Linked DNA regions of Mus musculus: all the other regions are linked to region 4. Evidence: chromatin contacts called from public HiChIP or PLAC-seq and promoter capture Hi-C data. All regions are on one chromosome and are shown on one strand. Each heading gives the region's core, a stretch centred on a gene start, on an enhancer-like site or on the middle of the called end of the contact. The rest is flanking DNA. Distances are from core to core; before and after follow the strand shown. Region 1 holds the start of Hsd17b14 (hydroxysteroid (17-beta) dehydrogenase 14). Region 2 holds the start of Gys1 (glycogen synthase 1, muscle). Region 3 holds the start of Grwd1 (glutamate-rich WD repeat containing 1). Region 4 holds the start of Pnkp (polynucleotide kinase 3'- phosphatase). Region 5 holds the start of Dhdh (dihydrodiol dehydrogenase (dimeric)). Region 6 holds the start of Lin7b (lin-7 homolog B (C. elegans)).

Region 1 (3,784 bases), core at 516-3,015, 700 kb before region 4:
AAACTTTGGAGAGGGGTGTGTGTATAAGGCAGAGCCTCAGAAGGAGGGTCTACAGACCCTGAGGGTGGTGGGGAGCTGAGATACACAGACAGAGAGACAGAGGCCCAGACTGGGGCTAAACCTGGAGGCACATAACAGATTCTGAGTGCAGGGAAGTCAGAAATTTGATACAGGAAGCAAGTGTTTTGTTCATTCCTAAAGATGGGAGGGAGAGCAGGGCAGAGGGACTGAGCTGTCCTGGGCATGGGTAGCTGGAAAGAGGGACTGGAGACCAGGTGTGGGACAGAAAACACTCACCTGCAAATCTCTTTCCTGTGTCACGTCACCGGGGATAAAAACAGTGCCCGAGAGTTCCTGCTCCAGAGCCCGGCCCCCAGCCTCTGCAGGAGAAAGATTTTGGGTCTGAGGAAGGAGAGCTGAGGCTTGGACACCAGAGTCTGAGGGTAGAGGGCTAGGGAAGAGCCCTGGATGGGAGGGAAGAAAGCCAGGACTTGAATTCCTGGGTCCGAGGAAGCAGAGCTGGGTTCAAGGGAGGAGAGCTAGGCGCGGATCCCTTTCGATGGAGGAGGCAAGGGAGAATCGAACACTGAATCACTCACCATCCTTGTCACAGAAAACCACTTGAGCCCCACTGTCCACTGCCAAAAGAAGAGAACAAGGTTACAAGCCCTGCAGACTTTCCTCACCATCTCTGGTGCCCTCTGCTGGCCACCACCCAGAGCACCTGCCACTCCAGCGGCTCTTGTGACTGGCTTCAGTCCTCTTACAAGAGCAGAATCTTGCAACAAATAACCTTTTTCATTAAGCTGCTGTTGGCCCCCATCCTGGATTCTAGAAAAATCCCAAACCGATAGGCAATAATACTCTCAAAGCTATCATTTGCAGCTAGGAACCGATCCAGGGAAGATTTTTTTTTTTATTTTTATATTTTTGAGACAGAGTTGCTCTGTATGGTCCTGGCTGTTCTGAGCTCACTCTGTAGATCAGGCTGGCCTAAAATTCAAGAGATTCGCCTGCCTCTGCCTCCCAAGTGCTGGGATTAAAGGTATATGCCACCACTGCCAGGCCAGTGGAAGAACTTTTTTTTTTTTTTAAGATTTATTTATTTATTATATGTAAGTACACTGTAGCTGTCTTCAGACACTCCAGAAATGCCAGATCTCATTACAGATGGTTGTGAGCCATCATGTGGTTGCCGGGAATTGAACTCAGGACCTTCAGAAGAGCAGTCAGTGCTCTTAACCGCTGAGCCATCTCTCCAGCCCAAGGAAGAGTTTTTAATGACCAACCTATCAGCAAAGACCCAACAATCCAAATGGACTGAGGGACTGGAGAGATGGCTCAGCAGTTAAGAGCACTGGCTGCTATTCCAAAGGACCCAGGTTCATTTCCCAGTGCCCATATGGCAGCTCACAACTGTTTGTAACTCCAGTTCCAAGGGATCTAATACTCTCAGCCAGATTCAACAACAATGCAGAGGAAAATAAAAATAAACAAATCATTTAAGAACAAATAAATCATTACAGAAATGAACCTGAGTCTCCTCCTCCCACTCTGGGAACCTCTGTCAGTCATCCTTTCTCTCCTACAACAATTCAGACAGCAGGCGGGAAGACCCTTACTCACCGAAGGCTCTCACGATCGCAGCCCCGATGCCCCGGCTGCCTCCAGTCACCACCACCACCTTCCCAGAATATCGGGTTACTGCAGCCATCCCCAGCTGTATCCCACGCCCTCTGGACCTCTTCCCACCTCCACAGTCCAGAGAAGCAGTGGGGTGGAACCAGATATACAGGCTGGGTCACTGAAGGCTGACCTTGGGAGGGGGTGTTTCTAGGAAGGCACACCTGGGAGAACTGAGGACTCTCCTTCCTAGCCCTTCTTTTTCAGTCCCAGGGTACCCAAACTGACAGTCCTCCTTCAGACTCAGGGACCCTCACCCCAGCTCTGCCTCCTCAGACTGACTTCAGCCTTGCTCCCTTTGACTTGTTTTTTTTGTTTTGTTTTGGTTTGGTTTGGTTTGGTTTTTCGAGACAGGGTTTCTCTGTATAGCCCTGGCTGTCTTGGAACTCACTTTGTAGACCAGGCTGGCCTGGAACTCAGAAATCCGCCTGCCTTTGCCTCCCAAGGGCTGGGATTAAAGGCGTGCGCCACTACACCCGGCTTTTTTTCTTTTTTTTTTTTTTTTCCTTTGACTTGTAAGACCAGGGCTACTTCTTCTGGCTTGATTCAGGCTCCAGCCTCCTCCCTCAGACCCATATTGTTTGTTTGTTTGTTTGTTTTTCGAGACAGGGTTTCTCTGTATAGCCCTGGCTGTCCTGGAACTCACTCTGTAGATCAGGCTAGCCTCAAACTCAGAAATCCACCTGTCTCTGCCTCCCAAGTGCTGGGATAAAAGGCGTGTGCCACCACTGCAGATTGGGCCCTTACCCTTGTTTGTCAGAACACAATGTCACAACCACAGAGAGAATAAAAGCTATTTATTGACTAATAGTTCAAAGTTTTCATCCAATTTTGGACAGTGTTGGGAAAATCAATCTTTGACCATAGCGGCCCTGGCCCTCCTAGAATACATGCTGGAATGAACCTCTCCCCTGTGGTCCTGAATGGTCCCACACCTCAAAGTTGTGCTTCCAGCTTGTAGGGCTCAGTATAAAGATGGGAGTCAAAAGCTGGACTGCAGCAGAGTGACTCTGAAGGGCCATGCCCCCTCTTCCTGGGTCAGAGCTGGAGGGGCCTTCCCAGGGTCCCACCTGGCCTCCCATGGGGCCAGGCCTCTCCGGCTGCCTTGGCATGAGAACCCTGTGGTAGCAGAAGTAGCCTTGTGAGGAGCTGGGGACGAGGTGACCTGGGGCAGTTCTTCACTGGGAGGCTGTGGGCTTGGCTGGAGACAGTCTCCCCTGGTATCCAAATTTCTGCCTGGAGAGGCTAAAGGGATAAGGAGCAGTGTTAACTTAATCACGTGACATCCACACTTCCAGGCTTCCTCCCTCAGAGCCTGGGCGCCTCACCTGCCATCAGCCTGTGCCACTGGGAAGCCTCTGTAGCTAGAGCCTGGGAGAGGCTGAGCACTCGCTCCCGGTGGCCTCCAGGTACTGGTGAGCAGGTTGCAGAGTGCCTGGGACTACAGAAAATAAGCCACGGGTGTCACACAGGCCACTGGGGCTCGCTGGGAGTTCTTCCTAGCGGGTATCTATCTAGAGGACTTTAAGCTCAGGCTCTCTGCATTTATTACCAGTAGACCAGCAGTGAGGTCACCATTACAGTAGGAACCGCTGGGTCTGATACAGGCCACAGGAGCTCTGCTATTACTGACCAGGCATGAGGGGCTTCCTGGCTATGATAACACCACTGCCTCTGCCCCTCCCCCATTGCCACTCCCCACACTAGAGCCATACCTACTCCAGGACCCAGAACTCCTGAGCCATTTCGCAGCTCCAACAATAGGCTGGAAAGGAAGTATTGGTTACAATTCTTGTTGTGGAGAGTGGTCACAAGTTCAAGGCCAGCCTGGTGGACTTGTGTCCAGATGGAAAGAAGAGAGGAAAGCGGGATGGGGAAAAGAGGAGAGGGAAGGGGACAAAAGAAAGAAAAGGGCTGGGGGGAGGAATAGAATTTTGCCATTGAAGCCCCTGTTTTCTCTCCCTCCTTCTTTGACACCCTCCCCATCCCCTTCTCCTTCTCCTCGGTCCTGTCTTCCCACCGACCTACATGCAGATACTAGGAAGATGAGAGGACCAGAGGAGTCCCCTCCTCTGATCCTCTGTTCTTGGTTGGGATAAGA
Region 2 (3,563 bases), core at 1-2,500, 580 kb before region 4:
GGGCTGGGACACAGGGACTGCTGGGCCCTGCTCCTCCTGTGACCCCACCTCAGATTTAGGAATCTGGGTCCTCAGCCTTCTCACCTGAAACTGGTACCCTGGTAGTACACAGCATTGAGTCTGCCATCTCCCAACATGCTGAGAGACCTAGTCTCTTTCTCCCCAGGATCCAGAAAAGGAAATGTTCAGATCCACAAGGCCCAGCTGCTGGGATTCCCAGCCCAGCCTTCTCATGAGCGAGAAGCTAGTGATCTCCCATACATACTGTGGGTGGGTTCCTCCCATCCTAGGGCCCAGCTCCTGACCAACTTAGGACTTCCAGCTTTCCCAGTCCACAGGGAGGGAGGCACCTCACTACATAGGAAGCCAGGACTTAGGCCCTGGGCTCCTTCAAACTCGACATTCAAGTTCCCAACTCTTTCCCACCTTGTATCTAAGAATTTGAGTCTCCAAGCCCCTCTTGGCTTTACACTGGTTCAGGTCCGCTATGCCCCCTGAAAAATCCATGAATCCCAACCTTTAGGAACACCCCAACTCCACAGTCACGTCCTCTGGACCACAGACCCAAAAGCTCCAGTGTTCCTTGGGCTTAGATGCACTAACTCCTTCCACTTTTAGATCTCAGGTCTCTCGGCCCTCGAAAACCTCCCTTCAAGACCCAGGAATCTTTCTCTGAGTGCCCTCTTCCCTAGATTGCAGAACCTGAAGCCTCCTTCCATCTTAAGAGTAGTCTCTTGTCCCTTCCCCCCAGGGCCTAGGACGCCTACTCCAGCCCCTTCACAAGGACACAGAAGTCACAGGCGCTTTTCCCAGGACCCAAGACTCCTCCACGTAACTCTTTTCCCGTCTGAAACGGAGTTTCGGGGCCCCATCCTCGCCTGCCCTTCTTGGTCAAGGGACCAACGCTGACGTTCTCACCCTTGTTGGCCACCTCCCAGGCCACCTCGAAAAGCACTGCGTTCTCGGGGTCGAATTCATCCTCCCAGTCTTCCAATCCTGGAAGCGAGGACACAGAGAGACTGCGGCTGAGAGGCATGGCTACTGCGGGCAGGGGACTTCGAGCACCAAAACTGGAAACCAGAGAGATCGGCTGGGAACGCAGCAGACTTGGTGACCGGTAGAGTTAGCGGGTGTCCCAGGGGAAGCTTGCAAGGCGCTCCGCTTCCTATTGCACGACCGCACCCCCGCCCCAGAGCGCTCCGACTCAGGTAGGGTGAGCTGAGACACTGAATCGGGCGGGCAGCTGCAGTGAAGCCTCGTGGCCGCCAGGAGGCACTGCCCACCCTGCTGGTCTAGCACGATTGGTCGGCGGCTGGGGGGCGGGGGCTATTGCGTCTACTTATTGGCGGATAGAATCCAGTTTCCTTGGCCAGAGGCTCCTGGGGAGCTGCGGGGGCGGGGCTTGTTTCTACGCAGCATGGAAGTGATTGGTGAACAGAGCTGTCAATCTCAGCTGTAGGCCCAATTTGGTGAGGAAGGTTGGACAGAGAGGGAAGGGATCGTGGAGGACGTGTGGTTGCTACAAAATGTGCTCAGAATTTTGCAATCGGACTTAGCAGTTGCAGGGCGGGGGGGAAGGAGGGGGGAGGAGGCTAGGTAAGAGGAGGAGGAGCAAGAGACGTCAGGAACCCACCCGGGATTCAGAACACCGGCTTTCCAATTTAGCCTCGCGGGCTGGGCGCGGCCTAGTGTACGCCCCCTACAGGAATTTTATATATCTTATGGGCCATAGAGATGACTGGATGACCGGGAGCCTAGAGAGGATAAAGACCGCGCTCCTAGCCGATTTCCGTTTCCGCTGAGGCATTGGCGGTTGGTGTGCATCATGGCAACCGTGGTAAGTGTTGGGTGCATGTGGAGGACCGACAATGACCCTTCTTAGAGAGTCTGAAGGAGGGAGCTGGAGAGGACTCTTGTATCTGAGGGAGGAGTGATAAGGAAGATGCCTGGTTTGACGGAGGAGGTCTGGGGAGTACTCCCGAGTCAGAGGGAGGATGCTGAGGACACCGAGTCTGAGCAATGGATACAGAGGAGAATGCATGTGTCTAAAGGAAGAGAGCAGAGGAGAATGCATGAATCTGACGGAAGGGGGCTGAGGAAGTCGCCAAGGAGGGCTTGGGAGGACACATGGATCTGTGGGAAGTGTTGGGAGGAGAGGATACCAGGGTCTGAGGGAAGCAGGCTGGTGTGTGCACCTTTGTGTTTGAGGTAGGCAGGCTAGAGCCTGAATCCCTAGATCGGAGGGACGATCACAGTGGATGAGGCCTGGTTTGGAGGAGGAGGAGGGCTAGGGAGGGTGCCTGGGCCTAATAGAAGAGGGCTGGACCTGGACTCCTGGATGTGGAGGAAGTGTATTGACCACTGAGGAAGGAGCTTCATTGTGGCTTTAGAAGCTAGTAGAGAAGGCAACAATGTATTCAGAATCCTAGATGTCAGGCATGGTAGTGAAAGCCTGCACTTGGGAGGCAGAGGCAGGTGGATCTCTGTGAGTCTGAGGATAGCCTGGTCTACAGAGCCAGTTCCAGGACAGCCAAGGGTTACACAGAGAAACAACAACAGAAAGAATCCTGGGTCTGATGGAAGAGTCATGTAGACACTCAGATTTCTCTGTGAATGAGTGACTAGCCAGAGCCTGGAGTGACAGAGTCGTGGTTCATCCCACAATGCGTTCTGGAAACTTCGTCTGCCTCTTGATGTAGTCAGTGACCAGTTCCAAAGTCTCATCCCAGTGTCCTGCGAGGTCTGAGACTGGTACCCTGGTCTTCTGGGGAAGATTAGTAAGTGGGAAGTTGTGTTGTGTGCTTGAGAGCACAGGTCACAGGAAAGTGTGTCCGAAGCCAGGAGTGTGACAGTGAGGAAGAGAAATAGAGTCTGGGTTCAGAGCATGGGGTCTTGTCCAGAGACTGTATTTTTCAGAACCTCACCTAGGGCACGTGTCTGTGCCATCGCACAGTTAGTTGAATGTTACAGTGAGCGAATAAAGCCCAGGAAGTGAGACCGGGCATATTGGGCCTGGCACTAGCTCCTCAGACTTCCCAGTGAAGAAATCTTGTGGCCTTGTGGTGTCCTTGATTCTGGGGTTGGGCCCAGGCAAGTTGTAGGGAGGTCAGTGGCGTCTGTTGCTGTTACCATGGTGAGGAAGGGCCTGCCTTTGCTTGCCTGTGTGTGACAGTAGTTTGGGGGTCTCATGCTCCTGCAGTCCACACAATCTCCTACAAAAAGAGGAAGGTGAAGGCTCCCACAGCAAGAGACAGGCAGTAAATGGTCCTGGGCTGTGGGCTATCCTGGAAGGCCTTGTTCCATTCCAGGAGGAGGCATCCTGAGCTGTGGTTGAGGGCCGCTTAGCTTTGTGGTTTCTTAGGTTCGTAAAAAATAGGAAAAGATGTTCAAGGGTCCACCGCCTGGATTTATCGGTCTCTTGTTTTCACCCTTTAGCTTGGGCTAGCTCCAGACTCGAGGCACTCTTTCTGACTCAGCCTCCCCAGTGGCTGCAGAAGTGCATCCTAGCAGGCACCCTCCAGTGTCCCCACACCTCCCTCCCCGAGCCTTTGGCAACCACTAGT
Region 3 (3,347 bases), core at 742-3,241, 970 kb before region 4:
CGCGGCTCGGGCCCCCCACCCCCGCCGCCCCCTCGGTCAGCGCAGGCCACGACCCGAGGGGACGCGCTAAGTGGACAAGACCCTCATGGGTTGGGAAGGACAGAAACGGACCTGGCTGGACCTCGCCTGGAGCAGCGTCCTGCGCCCCACCCCCTTGCCTTGGGGGAACTATGAGCCAGAGGGGACTCGGTCGCCCAAATCTCACCCATCCTGAGAGCAAGGGGGCGGGGTTCTTGGAGCCCACCGACTCTTTTTTAAACCCGAAAAGGGCTTTTTAACGTCACCTGATTGGCGGGAGGTGTGGGGGGGTCACGCCGCGCCCCACCCCTACGCTCCGGGCCATGGCCCTCACATCACTGTGCAGCTCCCTAGCCCCAGACACACCTCTAGGGGAGCCTGTTTTTAACCTTTCATTCATCAGGACTCAAAACTGTGAGACGCGTATGCCAAACTGTGACTCCAGACCTTGGCCCCGCCACACAGAAACCCCTGACCCCAGACTGTGACTTCCAACACCTAAAATGATCATCTGACCCCAGACTGTGCCCCGACCAGACTGTGACCCTTCATGTCAGACCTCAATGACCCCTCCCTTTTAGATCCTTGTTGGCTCTGACCTATGACCTCTCCTCCACGAAAGTCCTACCTTTACCTGTCTCCCCCCACTCACCTACCACCCCAGATGCCACCAATCACATCTTCAAGTCCAGCCCTTATTTGTGACCCTTCAGTGATAATCCAGCAGACACTCCACCCCCAGGTCTCCTTTCCCAGATTTCAGCAGGGTCTGAGGCTGGGCTGAGAGGAGGGTCTGGGAGCCCACACCTGACCTTTCCTCCCCTCTCCCGCTCCTACACTGCAGTGTTTGGAATAAAACCATGTTTTTACGCCTCCTCAGTCCAAGCCTGAGTTCTGTGTCTGTCCCTTCAACTTCTCTGGAGAAAAATGGAAACTGAGAACTGAGTCCTTAGGGAGGACAGTCAGACAACAGAAACTGGGCTGGTGGTGTAGCGGAGGCAGGGTGTTGTAATATTCATAACACCCTGAGTTCAGTCCCCAGTCCTAGAAAACAGGAGATTGGGGAAAGCACAGTCAACCCCAGGAAGCGGCAAGAGTCCAGGGGAGAGGGGTGGAGAGGTGACAGGGCAGAGACAACACCCCCAAGAGTAGAGATACAAAAAGGGATGCACAAATTAGGACCAAATCTAGAGACCTACTCCTTGCTACTGGCAAGAATGATTTGATGGGTTATTTTATGCAAATGGAGAGTGGCCAACCCACGCCTTGAATCTCCTTAATCTCACCAGTGAGGATCTGTTTCCAATATTTCATTACTCCAATTAACCAAAACTCGGGTGTACATGGGTAGATAAAGAGAGCTGACTCAGTTGTAGCAGCAGCCTCAAGAGAGACTTTCTGATTAAGTGCCTGCTGACCAGAGCTGCCCTGGGAATGCCTGGTTGGGAAATGGTCTGCCCCTGGAGGATAGATCCAATCCACTAACTTATACATAATGTCCAGCCTGTCTACCCTAAAGCATTTTGAAATAATTTAAAACCATCATAACAAGGAGAGGAGAAGAAATCGGCCTTAAAGGTCCTCGGGGAACAGAAGCCCAGTCTCCTTGCCAGTAAGTGCTCGTTTACATACATGAATAATTAACTAAATGGAAAGACAACCCTGGGAATGAAAGGTGGAAGATGGAGAGGGCTCTGAAGCCGAGGACTTCTGTAGAACTACAACTCCCAGAAGGTCTTGCCATTGCTGCGCGGAAGAATTCCCCAAGGTCACACGAAAGACAAAATTGCTCCTAATATAAGTCTTCTCACTGAGCCAGGACGCGGTTACTTTGTGGCGGCCATCTCTCTGCGCATTACCTTCTTCTGGCTGGTTCACAGGTTTCCAAGGTAACAGTACAGTGGGACGGGTCTTAGACTGTGGGAGGTGAAACCCGGAAGTGACGCTCTCACTTCGCGTCCGGGGCAAGAAGGTTCGAAGATGGCGGCGCGCAAGGGCCGGAGTCGCACGTGTGAAACCGGAGAACCCATGGAGGCTGAAACCTGCGACCCAGGAACCGAAGGCCCATCCCAGGTCTACCTGCCCGGCAGAGGGCCGCCACTGAGCGAGGGAGAGGAGCTGGTAATGGATGAAGAGGCCTACGTGCTGTACCATCGTGCGCAAACTGGTAGGCAGAGGGACCTGACTCTCGGGTCCAGGGAAATGAAAGGCCTGTCTTGGGGTCTGGGGGACGAAGGGTCTGGAGTCTGAGGATTGTGACCCTGCAGACTGCCGGCCTTTGGAGGAGGTGGAGGCCGAGTTCCCAGTCTCTCGTTCCTACTCAGCAACTCTAATCTCCCCGCCCATCCCTAGGCGCCCCTTGTCTCAGCTTTGACATAGTTCGAGATCACTTGGGCGACAACCGGACAGAGCTCCCTCTCAGTCTTTACCTGTGTGCGGGAACCCAGGCGGAGAGCGCCCAGAGCAATAGGTGAGACCCAGGACCTTTGCAAGACATCCACAAGGCCCCACGCATTAGGGCTCTCTGCTAATGCCAGACCTAAAAGTCTGGGACCCCAGCCTCCCTCCTCCTTCAACATCCCGGCACTCAGTTTCTAACCCGTATTTGCTTCCCCAGACTGATGATGCTTCGGATGCACAATCTCCATGGCACCAGGCCGTCACCCTCAGAGGGCAGTGATGACGATGAGGAAGATGAAGATGAAGAGGATGAGGAGGAGCAGAAACCTCAGCTGGAACTGGCCATGGTTCCTCACTACGGTGGCATCAACCGAGTTCGGGTACAGTCTTTCCAGGGGCTTGTTAAGGATTCTCTGCAGCACACCCCTCCCCCTAGATCCAAATGTCTCTCAGTACCTCCTCCAGCCCCTCAGCTTCTCTCCCTCCCCCCTCATTTTCAGACATTTTCACTCTATGAGCTGATAAACAGATAATAAAGGCTGAAACAGCTCCTGATTGTGGTGAAACGCAAGGGTGTTACTGAGCTGTTGCTTAGGAACTGAGGCAGGATAGAATGAGTTCAAAGGCAGCTTAGTGGTAGAGCGCTCACCTCAAGTTCAATAAATAGAGCACTTTATGATCAGGTAGATGAGCAAAAAAGGGAGACGGTATACAAGGAGCATGTAGAGCAAAAGCCAACCCGTAGCTGGACCTGTCTCTGTTGGACCTGTATCTGTTACATTATTCCCAGAAGGTTTAGCCTGTAGACAGAAAGCTCTGGGCCCATGAACATAACATACTAGTGGGAAAGGGAACAAGAGAAAGCTTGTAGTTTGTTACAAGATGCTGAGTGTGGTAGTATAAGGGTGTTCCTAGGGTAGAGTTGTTTT
Region 4 (3,605 bases), core at 2-2,501:
CTTAGCTCCCAATCAATTTTTAATCTTCCCACCTATTCACTTCGTGTGGCCAGTCAGAACTTTGAAAGGTTAGTGGCTTCTAGTCTGGCACGGTGTTAAAGCGGAAAGCTGACCAGCCTTCTGAAGGGTTGTCATCTACCCGGCCCCTCTCCCAAGTCCTTGCTACCCGCTGCCAAGACACTGGTACCTGTTTCACTGCCACTGTCCGGCTTTCAGGGTCTGCAATCAGCTCCACTGAGGGTAAGGGGGTGGAGTCAGGGTTTACATCACGTACAGGGGCGTGGCCAACTACAGTCTACTACTAGGACTTAAGTAAGAGAGGCACTTTCTCCCTAGGACTTAAGTAAGAGAGGCACTTTCTCCCTTCCTTCCTCAATCCCCCAACACAGGTAGCCCAGGATAGCCTTGAACTCGCTACATACTAGCGGCTGGGCTTGAACTGATTCTCATGCCTCTACCACCCAATTCTCTGGATGACAGGGGTGTCTGCCCCCCCCCCCCCCCCCCGAGCCAGTTTATTCCTCAATAATAACAGGTACTTCGGAGTCCCTAGGATTGCTAGAGACACGGACTTGTCCAGAACAGGTATTTTTTTTATCTGTAGGGTCTGCTTTGTCCCATGAGATACATGGGGTAGACCGAGGTCTTGGGCATGGCTTGATGCATCACCGCCTGATGTAGCCTGCCCAGCGACCGTCTCTCTGTTGTCCTTCTCCCCTCCGGTGACAATCTCCCAGATCCTCTCTGTCCCTCCCATAATGCCTCGTCTTGCTTCTGGCTAGGCATAGGCTCCCCTGCTTCCTTCCAATCCCACTCTGCAGCAGTTCCATTCCCGTGCCCACCTTGGTTTCGGGAGCACTTCCGGTCCGTCACTTGGGTCAGGGGTCCCCGACCGAGGACCAGGGCTTGGCCATCCGACGGCAGGAATATAGGGGGCGGCCCACCGGTGGGGCTCTGCAGCCACAGGCGGCCCCGGGATCCAAGCTGTGACATCCTCGGATGCTGTGAAGGGGAACAGAATCACAGTGGAGCTTGCTCAGCAGCCGGCAACCCACCCGCCACCGGAAGTTCTGCTTTCCCAATGCGAGCCACACCGGAAATTCCGCCCCTTGCCCATGGGCGGGTTCGACGTTTCCCAAGCTACCACAACGGTTCCAATGCGCAGTGAGGATTGCATATAGGTAGAGTCACTTCTGAATTCATTCCAAAGCTCATCTATGCTATGGGAAAGACTGTTCGAAAATTTGGCTCCTCCCACGGCGCATGCGCAGTCCTGACTCGCTTGAGGCGCTCTGAGCCAGAGCGGATAGGGGTCACTCGCATCCATAGTCACTTGATCCCTACGCTAGAGTTACTTGTTTTTGTTTTGATTTTCTTGTATGTATGTATGTATGTATGTATGTATGTATGTATGTTTTAGTGAGACAGGTTCTCAGGATGTAGCCTTGTTAAAATTCTTTCCTAGGCATGGTGGCACATGAGTTTAATATTAATCCTAGTACTTGGGAGGCAGAGGCAGGCAGAGCCCAGCCTGGTCTACATAGTAAGATTCTGCCCCCACCGCAAAAATAAAATAAAGAGGAAGTTGCTCTCCTGGGGAAGACCTAAAAAATGCCTACCCTTCTCCAAAGGCCTGAAGTATATATAACCTGAAATATGATTCCACCACAGAGCATTCTGGGGAAGCCGACTATATTGGGCTTGCAGAGCATAGGTGGTGGTGGTTGTGTTGCTACCTGCAAAAAAACACACGGGGCAGTTTTCATCTAGCAGAAATGAAGCCTCATTTCATACTGCACAGACAGAGCCCTTCCCTTCCCTTCCCCCTCACCAGTATCCTCTAGCCCCTCCCCAAACCACAGGCAACTAGGGCAAAATTGCATATAGTTGCTTGTGAGGAACAGCTGGGTACTAAGGTCAGGGTCCCATGACCTTGCCTCCCCTTCTATGAGCGAAATCAAAAAGTCCGGCTGCAGTTATCTTTCAGCCCAGACAAGTTTTTTTTTTTTTTTTTTTTTTGGCGTGTATGTTAATCCACCATACACCCAAACTGGGCTCAAATTTCGGGATCTGTCTGTCTTCCAAATATTAGTATTAAAATAGAGCTCTACAGACAGGTTGGCAGCGCACGTCTTTCATTCTAAAACTGGGGAAGTGGAGGCAGAGGCAGGCAGATCTCAGTTTAGTGACAGCTTGGTCTTCAGAAGGGCTCCAGGACAACCAGGGCTACACAGAGAAACCCTATCTTGAAAAACACGCTCTAAAAGCTGGGGGGGGGGAGAGGAAGGAAGAAAATGCCATCACACTTGGCCATTGATGGGTTGTTTTACTTTTTGATACCAGGGGATTCACCTGCTCCTGTCTCCCAAGTGCTAGAATTAGAGGTGTGCGCCACTGCTCACGGTTTTTTTTGTTCTTTGAGGCATGGTCTCAAAAAGTCTAGACTGACGTGAACACCTGTGCCTCCTTAAACCCATCTCCCTGCTGATGGAATGACAGATGTGCGCCTTCATCATTCCTCTGCGTAGCAGCGGAAACAAACCAGCTTGTCCTTAGCATTTGAAGCGCATAGCATCACTATACACTCTTCCTTTGCTTCTATGATGCCGGTCCCTTTGCAATAAAGTGGGAAAATCGCTTCTAATTCTGGGACAAATACGCTAAAGCTCGGTATGATGGGGCAGATTGGAAATCCCAGCACAAAAACTGAAGAGAAAGGCTGGGCTACAAAGTGAAATCATCCCAAAAAGCAAAGTAACAAAAGGGAGGCAATCCATATTAATATTAATAGTGTGAAGGTGACAGTCCTCTAGCCCCTCTAGCCCCCTTTCTCATCTTTGGATGTTGGGAAATGGAGATTCCCTGGTTTGCCTTTCTACCGCTCCCACAGTTACGCCCCCAAGACTGGGTGTCGAACCCTGAACTTCATTTAATTGTCATGAACGCTTCATAGCATCACACTCACACACAACACGAACTCACTAGTCAGAGGTAAAACTTTAATCTCAGAGCGCCCCTCCCTACCCCCATCCCACTCTCCCGCACCCAAGTCTAGGGCCGGAAAGTGAGGCCCCCCTGGCCCCCCCACCTTGGGTGGGAGAGGGCCTTTTAAGGCACCTGTTAGGGTCGGGGGACAGGAAGCTGGTACTGTCCTGGGTACAGGACAAGTTTTGATGGACAGGCTGTCGTGCGGTGGAACCTATAGGGAGCGTCAGACCAGAGAGGGACCCAGACTGTCCCCTGGGGAACCGGGATACAATTGTCAGGACTCAGGCAAAGAAAACAACAAAAACAAAAACAATTGATTAACAGCCCTAGTAGTGTAAGAAATTAAAGGCCTCGGGCCAATTCTGGGTTAGGGAGGGCTTGGCCACACTCCCAGGAGGCCGGGACCAATCGGGTAGGGGAACTCTGGAAGGCTGGCGGGCAACTCTTCCCGACACTGGCTGAGCAGCGGCAGCTCCCGCAGCTGGGCTCCGCCCTGGGGCCGCGAGTCAAGGCTGTGCGGGCAAAGCTTCGTTTGCTAGGCAAGAAACAGAGTTGACCCTTGGAGCGTTTAGAACCGGCCCCGCCCAACCTGAGCCAGCCAATCCCGGAAAGAATTG
Region 5 (3,670 bases), core at 985-3,484, 630 kb before region 4:
CACTCCCTCCCCTTGACACCCCCCCTCGTGTGTGTGTGTGTGTGTGTGTGTGTGTGTGTGTGCGCGCGCGCGAGTGCAAATGCCAGCCTTGGGAACAGGCAGCATACCCTAGCCTCCAGGTTACTGAAACTCACACTCATTTGATTAACAACCAACATTTCTCCAGTGCAGATGGCTCCTGCCCTTGAAAAAAAAATAAGCCAATACCCTTGCAATGATAATAGCCCACTCTTTGATGATGAAAAAGAGACAATTAAGTGTTCCCAGACAGCTGTGGCCAGCTGTAAAACTGCACCAGCTTCTAACAGCACAAGTTACTTTTCCCAGGTCAGAAAGGTCCCTTTCCAGCTGTGCCGTTCTGATCCCCCCCCACCCCCCTACCCCCCACCCCCGTCTGAAGAAATGTTACAGGTTTGAGGGCGGCATTCCTTTATCCTCTCCTGTAATGCCACGGCTTGAAAACCCTGCTTGTGGGGTTTTTTCCTTTATAACCCCCCTTCACTTAGAGGCTTCACTCTTTCCTGTTCCATCAAGAAGGTTGGGGACCTAAGCTCAAACTTGAATAAAGACCCTGCAATTACAGCAGGTTGTGATTCCTGGTGATCTCTTTGGGGTTTTTACAATCTGGGCACCGCCTCCAGCTACCAAGGTCTTACAGGCAAGGGAAATTGGAGTCTTGGTGAAGGTAGACTTTGCCAACCGGTTGAGTATATTTACATAATAGGCCATAGAACTCAGTTAATCCTCTTAAGACTTTCTTCTAAGTAGAAACTGTGGGGACTTCAGTCTCCAGAACAGAAAAGTGACCCCCAGAGAGGTCCAGGGCTAAGCCAAGAAGAAACAGAAGGACATGGAAGACAACTCTGTCCCTAACTCCAGGGGTCACAGGACACAGGACCAGCTCTGAGGCCTGTGATCCAGGCCTGTCCGTACGAGCTGCTTGGGAAGCTGAGGCAGGAGGATTGCTATCTTAAGCACGTGTACCTGTGGCGCCTGTGACAGGGAACGGTCTTTCCTGGCAAAGGCTTACGTGAAGATGGGAGGAGAAGGTGACCTCAGCCCTGGCTTCCCTCGCTCCAGTGCTGAAAGTCCCTGTTGCCTCGCCGCCACTTAGTTCAATCAGTTAAGCACAATAACTGATTAGCCTCCTATGCCTTACTAAATAGGAGACTTGTGAACACCTGGGCACAGTCAGTCAGTGTTCAGTGGATCAGACGAGAGAGAATGAAACTGGGCTGTAAGTGAAGAGGAGCTATTATCAGTAAGGTGCACATTCTTTCCCCTCTCGACGGCAAGTGAGATAAATCAAGTTCCATCATTAAAGAGACTTGTAAAGACATAATCTGGGGGGTGGAGAGAGGGCTCAGGTTAAGAGCATCTACTGTTCTTCCCAGCATCTATATAATGAACGGCTCACAGCCACCTGCAACTCTGGTTCCAAGGAATCCTCCTCCTCCATATTTTCTTTTTCTTCCTTCCTTCCTTCCTAATTTATTTTATGCGTTGAAGAGTTTTGTCTGTATGCATGCATGCCCACCATGTGCATGCCTGGTGCCCTCAGAGGACAGAAGGCGGCACTGGATATCCTGGAAGATGGTTTCGAGCTGCCAAGTGGACAGAACTTGGGTCCTCTCCAGAAGTAAAACGTTTGCTTTGTCAGAAATACTTTGGATCCTGTGGTCATTTTCTTGAGACCACAGACTATTTTATTTTATTTTATTTTATTGGCTTTTTTTTCGAGATAGGGTTTCTCTGTGTAGCCCTGGCAGTCCTGGAACTCACTCTGTAGACCAGGCTGGCCTCGAACTCAGAAATTCGCCGGCTTCTGCCTCCAGAGTGCTGGGATCAAAGGCGTGCGCCACCACGCCCGGGCCCCACAGACTAATTGATAACAATAGCAAATCCCCATCTCAAAATAAAAAGTAAAAAGGCAACTTGAAAGACAGGCACGGTGGTGTATGCCTGTATTGCTGCACTCAAGGAGCTGAGGCAGGAGGATTGCCTTGAGTTTATGGTCAGCAAGCAGCCTTGGCTATATATATATATTGTGAATTGCAGGCCAGCTTGGGCAAGAGTTAGGCACTGAGAAGAAGGAGAAGGAGAAGGAGGGAGGGAGAAGGGCGGGCGCAGGGAGGAGGGGAAGGAGGAGACGGGTGGAGAGATTGCGGTTTCACGTCCTGAGGTCGTGTCCTGAGGGTCAAAGGGAAGCGGGCGGCTTGCAGCGCGGGGTGGCGTTGGCCCCGCCTCCGGCCCCCGCAGGCAGAAGACGTGCAAAATGGCGCTGCGCTGGGGCATCGTGTCGGCTGGCTTAATTGCCAACGACTTTACCACCGTGCTGAGCTCACTGCCTTCCTCGGAGCACCAGGTGCACGTCCCTTGGAAGACACTGGGTCCGAGGGAGGAGTGGAGCCGAGGGTCTAAGAAAGAGTCCCTAGTCCGAGGAACGAGGGAGCCCCGAGTGTGAGGGAGGAGAGTCCCTAGGTCTAAGGCAGTGACTCTGAGAAGAGAAGGGGACCCTTCTGGTCCCCAAGGCCATAAGAGATTTGTTTTCAGCTCACACCTCCTATGCGCCCCAGTCTGAGGGGCTCGCGGTTTGCAGGGGGTAGGTATCAGCTGCTGGGAGGCGAAGCCATGGGGCAGTCGGGGAGGATCCTGGGCTTGCTTACAGACTCCCCTTTCCTCTCTATTCAGTCTTGCCATGTACCAAGCACAGCCTAAGTCTGCCCCCCCCCCCAATCTGCTTCCCCTCCCCACCAGTAATACCTTCCCTAGCCATCTTGGAGGAGGCTAGATGCTCCCCACTGCAGCCTCCTCCATAGCTCGTCTACTTTGTCTTCCACATCTCAACCCTTTGAATCCCACGCTAGGTGGTAGCGGTAGCTGCGAGGGACCTGAACCGGGCCGAGGAGTTCGCACAGAAATTCAACATCCCCAAGGCCTATGGCTCTTATGAGGAACTGGCCAAGGACCCAAACGTGGGTGAGTGGCCTGGACCAGGGAGGTGGGGGCAGAGCTAGGCACTGCTTCTTGCCTACAGATGCACTGGGCTGCAGGGGTGGTCTTTGGAAAGGCTCAGGCTCGGCCTGGTTAGGAGACAGTTAATAGGCTTACACGTGACCCGAGACTGGCTGAACAATATTAATCTGTGCTTAGCCAAGGCTAAGTTTTAAGTTTCTCCCAAGGCTAGAAAATCTGGTAAGAATTTATTTACTTGTTTATTTTGCGATACTGGATATGGAACCCAAGGCCTCTCACACATTAGGCAAAAGCTCCGCCGAGCTGAATCCCACACTTTTATTTTATTTTGAGAGACGGTCTCACTCACTGTATAGCCCTGGCTGGCCTGAAACTTTATTATGTAGACCAGGCTGGCTTCAGATTCTCAGAGATCCACCTGCCTTGGCTTCCAGTTTGTAAGCACTGGGATTAAAGGTGTAGGCAAGCATGCTTGGCCACTTGGGCTTTTGAGATAGACCTCACACATAGCCTCCAATTGGCTGTCCTCCTGCCTCAGCCTCCCAAAAGTGTAACTGTCTTTTGCTACTTTGTGGGTTCTTCCACCCTTTCAACCCCCTAACACTACATAAGAAGAAAAGAGAGGGAAGAAAGGAGACCCCTGAGTAAAGCCAGGGGTCAGAAAGGGAGTTTGGGGGGATGTTAATCGGAGACT
Region 6 (3,374 bases), core at 661-3,160, 510 kb before region 4:
TTAAGAAGCCAGAGAAACCTGCTCTCTTGGGCCTTGAACATACCGTTTTCTGACACCACATCCCACCCAGCTAAACCAGAGTTCTGTGACCCACCAATCAACAACAGCACCCCATGTCACTGACTTCCCTCTAAACCAGCCAGCTCCTCACACCTCCCACCCAAGCTTCCACCCAGCCTCCTCTCTTCTTTGTTTCCTTGCTCCTGCATCTTGTCCCCTGAGGTTTATCACCTGTACCCAAAATGCTGAGACAGCCAGCAGCATCTTCTAGCTCCCAGGCTCTGTTCAGACATCACAGGCTTAAGTGGTCATTCGGGGGAGCTGGAGAGATGGCTCAATGGTTAAGAACACCGACTGTTCTTCCTAAGGTCCTGAGTTCAAATCCCAGCAACCACATGGTTGGCTCACAACCATGCCTAATGAGATCTGATGCTCTCTGCTGGTGCATCTGAAGACTGCTACAGTGTACTTATGTATAATAATAAATAAATCTTAAAAAAAAATTAAGTGGTCATTCGGTTTGTTTGCTTGCTTTTGGTCCCCCCCTCCCCCATCCAGCATCTCCTGTAACCTAAGTTCGCCACCAACTAATGATCTTACTGCCCCCACAGCGTAGGATTCCAGCCGAGCACCAGGGTTATACAGTGCTGCAGGTGGAACCCAAGGCTTTCGATTTGCTAGGCAAGTGCTCTGCTGAGCCACATCACCAGCCTAACTACAGGCTCCCCACATCGAGAATATCTGCAAGCAGTCCACACAGTCACCATGAGAACCTGTCCACCTCAGTGCTCCCCACTCCACCTCTCACCCAAACAGGCAGCACTCCACGTTAGTGGACCAGTCTCCAGGGCCTTATCTGCCCTTCTGCCCCTTCTGAAATCCAGTCTCCCTGGAGATCTTCAGATAGGTATTTGACCATCTTGTACACTCTCAGGGGTTTATATGGAGACACAGATCCAAATGCAAATTATAACACAAGACCACTGTTTTGCCGTCACCACTGCCTAGCCTCTTGGCTACTCTCTGGGTGGCTGCTGGGGTGACCCAGGTCATACAACTTGTTGACTTTATCTTCCAAGCATCTCTAAACTATAAAGGTCTTATTCAAGTTTCTCTCTCCTCTCCTCCTCTCTCCCCTCCCCTCCCCTCCCCCCCCTCTCTTTCAGTGTGTGAGTCTAGGTTAGTCTAGACAGGGTCTCACTATGGAAATCACTGACCTTGGAAGTGCTGAGATTAAAGACGTGGACCACCGGGCTCTGTGTGTATGTTTTGTCAGTCTTACGTAGACTTGGCTAGCCACAAGACTTCAGTGTAACTGAGGGTGACCTTGGGCACTGTTCCGATCACCCTGCCTCCACTTCTGAATGCTGGGATTACAGGTATGATTTATGCTCTGCAGGGTGCAGGACCTAGAATCTCAGCCTGCAAGGTTAGCACTCTTCGACTGAGTTACCCCTTCAGCTTTTATTTTTCTGCTTTCTTGAAATAGGCTCTTGTTAGGTGTTTCTGTCTTCCAAGTCACAGCGATCCTCTTCTATAGGCCCCTGGAGTCCTGAGAACCCACGCCCCTCTGTAGAAATGAGGGGAAGTTACCAGAAAAGCACAGACATACTGTAAAGAGCAAGGCAGACACACCAACGGAGTAACAAGATCGCGGCTAGGATAGACCTATGATGGGCAGCAGATAGTGATGTAGGAGCGAGACACCCAGAGGGGGAAGGTCTCTAGAGTTCCGGAGTGGGCGGGACCCTGCGCAGCACCGCCTCCTGTCAGTGTGAGGGCAGGCCCTCTGAAACTGTTGGTTGCCGTGTGGGCAGGGCCTCATGCACCACCTCCTTGCCAGCACCTGGTGGGCGGGGCCTCGCATTGCACCTCCTCGCTGGCGCCTGGGCGGGTGGCTTGCATTAGAGGCGATATGGCTGCACTGGTGGAGCCGCTGGGGCTGGAGCGGGGTAAGCGCTCCGAGGGTCCAGTCCGGGCTCTGGGCTCCGTTGGGTTGCGACAGGCTTTGCAGATGCGGGGGTTGGGGGGCGGACCTAGTTAGGGTGGGCGGGGCGCGGCCTGCAGTCTGAGGGCGTGGGAGGGTCTGGGGCGGAGCGCCCCACCAACACCTCGCCCAGGGTTGGGGTCCCCGCGACCCGCGAGGCACGTGGATCGCTTCCAGTCTGACCTCGATTGCCCTTCTTGCTGCCGGCGTATGCTCTCGCGGTCCCTGCCGCTTTCTGCAGACGTGTCCCGGGCTGTGGAGCTGCTGGAGCGGCTGCAGCGCAGCGGAGAGCTGCCCCCGCAGAAGCTGCAGGCCCTGCAGCGGGTCCTGCAGAGTCGCTTCTGCTCCGCCATCCGCGAGGTGAGCATCTTGGTTCTGTATAAGTTGTAGTTTCCTTGCACTCTGCGGCGGGGTCGGCGACGGGCGAGCGGACGAGGACACCGGTGTCCAGGGCTGTGGACTGGCAGCTCTCTGACGTTGCCGTGTCCCCGACTTCCCAGGTGTATGAACAGCTCTATGACACGCTGGACATCACTGGCAGCGCCGAGGTGCGGGCTCATGCCACAGCTAAGGTAAGCTCCTGCTCCGGTAGCTCTGGGTGACCACGAAAGCAGTGCCCTCCTTCACATCAGCGCATCTCTGTGCCACCCTATGAAGATTTATTTATAATGCCCTTTAAATAACTGCACATTTTTAACTTGAATGCACATGAGATTCTCTCTAGCAACAGGCTTGGAAACTGGCCTCACTTTCCTGTCGGTAAGATGACCCTAAAAGGCAATCCTGTTGGATGTTGTGAACAGGGACACCTTTCCAAACTGCAGTGCTTATTACTTATTACTGCCTGCAGACTCAAGATTTACACCTGATCCCTATCACCCCACCCCACCCCCGAGGTGGGGGGGGCACTTGTTTCCATTTGTCTGAGAACAAGATTGGCAGGTGTTAAGTACTAAGGATGCCCTTCTCCCTGACTTTCGGAAGAAAGCAAGGGTTCTCACAGGTCGGAGTCAGTATAGGGTAGCCTCCTGTTGAGCTGTGTCAGGGTTCCCCTACTTGATCTTTGCGGCTACGCTGGCTGGAGTGCCCATGTCTCAAAGAGGGTCTCTCTCATTGAGGCGTCTTCTCTCTTCCAGGCCACAGTGGCTGCTTTCACGGCCAGTGAGGGCCACGCACATCCCAGGGTCGTGGAACTACCGAAGACTGATGAGGGTTTGGGCTTCAACATCATGGGTGGCAAGGAGCAGAACTCACCCATCTATATCTCTCGAGTCATCCCTGGGGGCGTGGCTGATCGCCATGGTGGCCTCAAGAGGGGAGACCAGCTGCTGTCTGTGAATGGTGTGGTGAGTGGGGTTGGTAGTGTCCGTAAGGCAGCCCTGGACGG

The links. Promoter capture Hi-C pulls out the DNA fragments that hold promoters and counts their contacts. HiChIP or PLAC-seq counts read pairs in DNA pulled down with a chosen protein or histone mark. Capture Hi-C pulls out chosen DNA fragments and counts their contacts.
Region 1: a contact with region 4 is called in an H3K4me3 HiChIP or PLAC-seq map of bone marrow-derived macrophages, with 6 times the contacts expected there. The contact joins the promoter of Hsd17b14 here to the promoter of Pnkp in region 4. A contact is called at or near these places in 4 of 39 promoter capture datasets (erythroid cells, liver and pre-B cells) and 3 of 115 datasets of contacts at active chromatin or transcription factors (bone marrow-derived macrophages, memory CD8 T cells and pancreatic cancer cells).
Region 2: a promoter capture Hi-C map of erythroid cells shows a contact between it and region 4, with 5 times the contacts expected there. The contact joins the promoter of Gys1 here to the promoter of Pnkp in region 4. A contact is called at or near these places in 3 of 39 promoter capture datasets (the C10 cell line, erythroid cells and pre-B cells), 1 of 484 Hi-C or Micro-C datasets (cardiomyocytes), 8 of 115 datasets of contacts at active chromatin or transcription factors (bone marrow-derived dendritic cells, bone marrow-derived macrophages, cardiomyocytes and 5 more) and 2 of 9 other capture datasets (liver and pancreatic islet).
Region 3: a contact with region 4 is called in a promoter capture Hi-C map of liver, with 3 times the contacts expected there. The contact joins the promoter of Grwd1 here to the promoter of Pnkp in region 4. A contact is called at or near these places in 5 of 39 promoter capture datasets (embryonic stem cells, hematopoietic stem and progenitor cells, liver and 1 more), 1 of 484 Hi-C or Micro-C datasets (CD8 T cells), 3 of 115 datasets of contacts at active chromatin or transcription factors (bone marrow-derived macrophages, double positive thymocytes and memory CD8 T cells) and 2 of 9 other capture datasets (adipose tissue and macrophages).
Region 5: a contact with region 4 is called in a promoter capture Hi-C map of adipose tissue. The contact joins the promoter of Dhdh here to the promoter of Pnkp in region 4. A contact is called at or near these places in 2 of 39 promoter capture datasets (fetal liver and pre-B cells) and 2 of 9 other capture datasets (adipose tissue and liver).
Region 6: a promoter capture Hi-C map of pre-B cells shows a contact between it and region 4, with 3 times the contacts expected there. The contact joins the promoter of Lin7b here to the promoter of Pnkp in region 4. A contact is called at or near these places in 5 of 39 promoter capture datasets (cranial neural crest, erythroid cells, liver and 1 more), 1 of 484 Hi-C or Micro-C datasets (regulatory T cells), 3 of 115 datasets of contacts at active chromatin or transcription factors (bone marrow-derived macrophages, double positive thymocytes and pancreatic cancer cells) and 1 of 9 other capture datasets (liver).

The regions. Positions count from the first base shown.
Region 1 is chr7:45,552,909-45,556,692 of GRCm38.p6, reverse strand. Hsd17b14 (hydroxysteroid (17-beta) dehydrogenase 14) reads right to left here and starts at 1,765. Exons shown (of 9, transcript NM_025330.3): 1 at 1,627-1,765; 2 at 600-638; 3 at 298-380. The coding sequence starts at 1,714. It overlaps Plekha4 (pleckstrin homology domain containing, family A (phosphoinositide binding specific) member 4), which reads right to left. Exons shown (of 20, transcript NM_001381849.1): 18 at 3,399-3,448; 19 at 3,012-3,124; 20 at 2,464-2,928. The coding sequence ends at 2,666.
Region 2 is chr7:45,432,526-45,436,088 of GRCm38.p6, reverse strand. It overlaps Gys1 (glycogen synthase 1, muscle), which reads right to left and starts at 1,250. Exons shown (of 16, transcript NM_030678.3): 1 at 919-1,250. The coding sequence starts at 1,036. Ruvbl2 (RuvB-like protein 2) reads left to right here and starts at 1,625. Exons shown (of 15, transcript NM_011304.3): 1 at 1,625-1,837. The coding sequence starts at 1,826.
Region 3 is chr7:45,829,433-45,832,779 of GRCm38.p6, reverse strand. It overlaps Grwd1 (glutamate-rich WD repeat containing 1), which reads left to right and starts at 1,991. Exons shown (of 7, transcript NM_153419.2): 1 at 1,991-2,185; 2 at 2,371-2,488; 3 at 2,636-2,798. The coding sequence starts at 1,999. It overlaps Grin2d (glutamate receptor, ionotropic, NMDA2D (epsilon 4)), which reads left to right. Exons shown (of 12, transcript NM_008172.2): 12 at 1-297.
Region 4 is chr7:44,854,792-44,858,396 of GRCm38.p6, reverse strand. Pnkp (polynucleotide kinase 3'- phosphatase) reads right to left here and starts at 1,251. Exons shown (of 16, transcript NM_021549.3): 1 at 843-1,251; 2 at 188-234. The coding sequence starts at 993. Akt1s1 (AKT1 substrate 1 (proline-rich)) reads right to left here. Exons shown (of 5, transcript NM_026270.4): 5 at 2,976-3,605.
Region 5 is chr7:45,487,369-45,491,038 of GRCm38.p6, reverse strand. It overlaps Dhdh (dihydrodiol dehydrogenase (dimeric)), which reads left to right and starts at 2,234. Exons shown (of 7, transcript NM_027903.4): 1 at 2,234-2,365; 2 at 2,868-2,979. The coding sequence starts at 2,276. It also overlaps a transcript of Tulp2 not described here.
Region 6 is chr7:45,369,100-45,372,473 of GRCm38.p6, reverse strand. It overlaps Lin7b (lin-7 homolog B (C. elegans)), which reads left to right and starts at 1,910. Exons shown (of 6, transcript NM_011698.1): 1 at 1,910-1,952; 2 at 2,229-2,347; 3 at 2,488-2,559; 4 at 3,124-3,333. The coding sequence starts at 1,916.